2 separate regions of the Rattus norvegicus genome follow, and region 1 is linked to region 2. A link is a contact called in public Hi-C data. All regions are on one chromosome and are shown on one strand. Each heading gives the region's core, a stretch centred on a gene start, on an enhancer-like site or on the middle of the called end of the contact. The rest is flanking DNA. Distances are from core to core; before and after follow the strand shown. Region 1 overlaps Zfp609 (zinc finger protein 609). Region 2 has its middle 5.1 kb from the start of Oaz2.

What was found. A called contact is a pair of places that touch in the nucleus more often than the background predicts.
Region 1: a Hi-C map of liver shows a contact between it and region 2, with 2.0 times the contacts expected there. The contact joins two enhancer-like sites. A contact is called at or near these places in 2 of 12 Hi-C or Micro-C datasets (kidney and liver).

The regions. Positions count from the first base shown.
Region 1 is chr8:75,197,374-75,200,073 of GRCr8, forward strand. The region is part of intron 1 of Zfp609 (zinc finger protein 609); the gene reads right to left. Among named protein-coding and RNA genes, the nearest start is that of Zfp609, 14 kb to the right of the region's middle. Within about 2 kb of position 1,293, at least 6 of the 93 cell types and tissues checked have an H3K27ac peak or open chromatin away from gene starts, as enhancers often do. A contact at or near this core is called in liver, where this site is marked.
Region 2 is chr8:75,088,359-75,091,058 of GRCr8, forward strand. No RefSeq gene overlaps it. Among named protein-coding and RNA genes, the nearest start is that of Oaz2, 5.1 kb to the right of the region's middle. Within about 2 kb of position 1,378, at least 19 of the 93 cell types and tissues checked have an H3K27ac peak or open chromatin away from gene starts, as enhancers often do. A contact at or near this core is called in liver, where this site is marked.

The sequences.
Region 1 (2,700 bases), core at 43-2,542, 110 kb after region 2:
TTGGTCTGGCACTGCTATGTATTCGAGTGCTAAATACTGGCCCCCAAGATCTGGTGTTCCACAAAGAGGAGCTCTTCATGTACATCAAGTGACATACATCATGTGTACCTCAATTTAAAGTTTTAATAGGTTAGTAAAGGTTAGAGCATGTGATTGGGCAGTAGGGAGAGAAAGGTGTGACTTGAGGAGATCGAGTGAGGGATCTGAGGAGAATCGAGAGGGGAGGGAGAAGGGCATGGAGAAAGGAGGAGCTTGCCAGGAAGCCAGCTGGATCATGAGCACGTGGCCCGGAGAAATGGGCCCTGAGGACAGCCTGGTCAAGAACGAAACAGCAAGGGACAAGGGACTTACGACAAAACCTGCCCAATCTAGGCTTACCGCTTATCAACAAAACACCAGGATTTGTGTCTTCTATATGGGTTATCTAGAACACATAATTCTTTTTACACTGTAAACCAGGCCGGCCTCAAACTTACAGTGACCTTCCTGCCTGTCTCCCTAAGTGTTGGGATTAAAGGTGTGCAACACTATGTCCAGCAGATAAATAGTTTTAAAGATATTAACATTTTAAATTTTCTTTTATTTATGTTTATACATGTTGCCTGTTTTTCTATACCTGCACCATGTCTATACAGTGTCTGTGTGGAGGCTAGAAAGGGCACTGCATCTCATTTACTGGAGCTCCAGGTGGCTCTGAGCCCTTGACATGGGGCTTCTCTAAGAGCAGCAAGCACTCTTAACTGCTTAGTCATGTCTCCGGCTCACTCGGGTTTTATATTTCACGATGGCAATGCTCTGAACACTGACCTGTGGAGGCAGTACTGATGTGTATGGTGGTAAACATCTGCAATCCTGGCACTCTAGAAGACGAGGAAGGCGAACCATGAGTCTAAAGGTCCCTATGTAGCAATGCTGTTGGGAATAATTTGTACAGTACGTCATCACTGTTTCACAGTCACCACCCGTTTGTGATTCTTTAGCTGTTTGGTATCACAATTCTTCCAAACCACCCTACTTTATCCATTGGGGGTTGGGGGAGTGGGGAGAGAAAGAAATAGAAAAGGGGAAAAACTAAACCAAAAAACTTCTCCAAGGTCTGGGGGATACACCTCAGTGGCAGAGTCTTGGGTGGAATGTGAAGGTCCTAAGATCAATACGCATTACCTCCTCCCACACACACACACACAAAGGGAAAGTAGCTTCGTTTTACAAAAGCTAAGGAGCAACTACGTGGGACTAGCATGTACATGGGACACGCTTGGAATTTGCTGTTCTGGGAAAAACTTTGTGCTTTGGTCTAGCCAGATTGATTCCCCAGCAGATGTAAACTCTGCTGGTCTTTCCCCGTGGCAATGCTACATTACACAGCACTTAATCTGAGCAGCTGGAAAGCGGAAAAGGGAGGATGTCAAGGCCTACCTGGGATAACTGGGACTCTGTCACAGAAAACTCAGGAAAACTGAGGCCATCCTCAATTGCAAGAGAATGAGTAACCCCAACAGGGAGGGCCTTATCTAGCCATTAAGTGTACACCCTGGACTGAGCCCTAGATGACCGATCTGACCCTCTGTTAACCTAACCAGGTTCCCATTCCTCTTTGCTTTTCCTTTTAAATGTGTGTTTGTGGTTTGTGAGTATATTTATGCGTACATGTACAGAGAGGACAGAGGTCCTTGGTGGTTTTTGTTCGTCTGTTTTTTGTTTTGTTTTGTTTTTGTTTTTGTTTTTTGAGAGAAGTCTTTTATTAGGACCTGGGCTTGCCGCCAACTAGGCTAGCTGGCCAGCCAACCCTAAGGATCCAAGGATCCACCTTTCTCTGGCTTCTTCAGCATTAGGAGAAGCAGTCCGGTTTTCTGCATGGATGCTAGAGATAGTCGCTGTGCTTACCTGTGCTTTCTGACTGAGCTGTCATCCCAACCCCACTATGCACCTCTTATTACACAAGTATTTTGTTTGTCTTAGGGTAAAGCTTAGACTTTATGAATACATATTATCCATCAACGCTGTTCTCAAACGCAAAGCCAGCTTTCTACGGCACTGAAACTGAAAATAATTGTTGTCTTAATGCTAGAGAAAGAACTGGTTGTGTGTCATATTTATGGAGTCAGTGCGGTAAACTTCAGCTTGTCGTTACCCTGAGTAACTCTGAAGGCCAACTCCACACCGAGTATATCACAGTCTGACTTTCCACCTGGCATTTGTAGGAGATGGGAAAGAACAAGAGATACTAGAGGGGGAAAAGTGTCAGCCTCTTTCTGAGACTGCTTTCAAATCCCTACGTTCTCAACCCAAGCACATATGTATAATCAAACCGAGAAATGCCTTATGGCAGCTTTGTCTGAAACAGACATTCCACCAGCTGTGTAGGAGTCTGCAGAGAGGTGGAACCGATCTGCGCTAACGTGGTGTGTACAAACGTGGAGTCACTTTGTGTGATAATTTCCCCAGCCACATAACTGCCAATTTTCAGTGGTATGTATGATCCACTTGAAACACCACAAAAATCTTTTAAAAAATGCATCAAGAGAATAGAATTAGTTTAACTTCTAAGAGTAAAAATAACATACATACTCATGCTAAAAGCTGTTTTTGAAATTTCATTGTACAAGGATGTTAATCTTGCCAAAAATATCATTCCACAATACTTTAAAATGACTTCATAGTACACTTAGGTATTTGTAAATGACTGAATTCTAATCA
Region 2 (2,700 bases), core at 128-2,627:
CTGCTTTAACTGTGACCTCAGGGAGAAGCTAGAGCAGCAGTTCTCAATCTGTGGGTCTCAACTGCTTTGGGGATCCCTATCAGATGGCCAGCATAGCAGATATTTACCTTACAATTCATAACAGTAGTAAAATTACAGCTATGAAGTAGCCGAGAGATAATTTAATGGTAATGGCTGACGCTCACCACAACATGAGGAGCTGTGTTAAAGGGTTGCAACATTAGGAAGGTCGAGAACCACAGACTGGGGAAGACTCTAGAAGCCCTCACCCCTTCTTGTTGAAGACTTATGGCCTTTACCTGGAGGAGTACGCACACCCCTGTATGTCATTTCCTCAGCTGTGTTCAGTGAGGAAGTCCAGTAAGTGCTACAGCTTCCCAGAGGGATGTTTGGTGGAATGGTGCAGCCGTTTGTCCCTGGGACCTTAGGAGGAGGGTGACTGTTGCTTGTCTTCCACAGGAAGGAATTCCAGCAGCACTGGTGCTAAAGGTCAAGCGCAAGGCTGCACGAGTGTTAGGCAAATGCTTTATCAACTAAACCACGACCTCGCCTCTAGTGTGGTTTTCTCAAACAGGGTCTGTTGTTTGTTTATTGAGTCAGGGTTTCTCTGTGTGGCCCTGGCTGTGCTGGAACTCTCTCTGTAGACCAGGCTGGCCCTGCAGTCAAAGAGACCCTGCTGCCTCTGCCTATCGAGTGTTGGGCTGAAAGGGGTTCGTTGCCACCAACACCCGGCCACACAGCACTTCTGAGTGCTGGGACTACAAGTGCCAGGTCTAAGGGGAATGTGCTCAATGCTGGCCTTATTTTCAGTGTTCCGATTTCAAAGTCAGGGTCTTACAATGTAGTTTTGGCTGACTTGGGACTCAATATGTAGACCAGGCTGGCTCCCTAGTGCTGGAGGTAAAGGCGTGAATCACCACCATCCAGCTCTATTGATTTTCATTAGATTATAGATCACTGTTTGAAATCTGTTTGACTCACAAAGTTCTTAATTTTTGTGCTGGTTAGAAAAGCTGGGGCTGGAGCCACCTTTGGCCTGTGGTACTCTTAGAGCCTTTTGCCTGAAGGCAGAGCATTGGGCTTCTGTCCATCCATGGCCATGGGCTTGGTTCTGCTATCTCAGTGGTTCCAAAGGGTTCTGGACTGTCTCATTGATGCTGTGGAAATGGCTGGCTGACTGGCTTCTGACTCTCATGGGTTTCCACCTGCTTTTTTACATCCACCCAGTAATAAGAGTTCTGCTGGGAAGCTAGGAAGTTCTAGAAGGATCCCTGTTAGTCCAGAAAGGTCAGGTGATCAGTATTGCCAGGAGTGAGGAGAGCCCCAGGGAGTTGGTCCAGTGGCCTCCAGGGTAATTTCAGGCTTTAGGGCTGGTTTCTATGCTTCTCTCTGGACAGAGTCCAGTGGGAACAAACATACCCTGGTAACTAGTTCTCAAAGGGCAGAGTCCTATGCCTAAAGTGGAAAATGTGTCTTGCATAAACACACACACACACACACACACACACACACACACACACACACACACTCTCATAGTTACTGTACTAGCACTCCCAAGACTTTTCCCATGAAGTCCCACAGTCCCAAGCAGCCGGAAGGGCAGCCAGTCATGGGAATGAGCTGAGGCCCCTTCCCTGTGGAGGCCCACCCCACCCTGCTCAATGTACTGTTGGCCATTCTTGGCCTTAGGAGCCCTGCCCCCCCCCCAGGACTCCCCCCTCTACTTTCAGAGGAGGAAATTGCTGAACAATGTGGCAGATCAGAGAGTGGGCACAGTGCCTAGAGCCCAAGGCCAGGCCAGGTCTTCAGCAGGCCGTGGACTCTGACCTCTGGCTGCCCTGCTGCTCCTGGGCGTTCTCACAGTTCAGGCCTCATTTCTGCTAGGAGACCTCCCCTGGGGAGCAAGTCCTCCTCTTCCTTCCGTTGGTCTTTTCCCTGGGGTGTGGTAGCCCACAGTGTCTTCCTTCCCTCTTTCTCACCATATCAAGGTCGGATGCCCTTCTAGACCTGGCAAGTCCTCCCACTGGGATAGTGGAAGTGCTCCCTCGGGGACACATGGCAGTAAACTCATCACTTCCAGCCTCTTTGTGCTGGAGGATGGTGGGAACCACCACTTGGTCTAAAATAGCGTTCTGCTCTCGTCCCTGACTCCCAGTCAGTCCCAGGTTCAGTGTTCAGTTCCCTAACCTCGAAATGCCTGGTTTATGACTGGTGTGGCACACACCTCTCATTGTGGTACTTGGTTTGAGGCAGGAGGATTAATAAATAGATCCCAAGGGGTCTAGGCCAGCCTGGATTACAGAGTGAGAACCCATTGGAAAATTAAATAGCTTCTGTGAAGGTGTGCGCCCGTCATCTCACACTTGAGAGGTGGGGGCAGGTTGATCAAGGTCATTGATGGCTGCTTAATAGATTCAAAGCCAGCCTCAAAGTTTACCCTGCTGGATTGGCACACACTTTTTAATCCCAGCACTCAGGAGGCAGAGACAGGTGGATTTAGGTGAGTTAAAGGATGGCCTGGTGTACAAAGCAAGTTCAGGATAGCCAGGGCTATTACACAGAAAAACACTATCTCAAAAAACCAAGACAAACAAATATTAGAAGAAAATAAAAAAAGATGGATTTTAGGGCTGGGTGTGTGTAACTCTATTGTTAGACTGCAAACAGCCTAACATGCATGAAGCCCTGGGTTTGATCTCC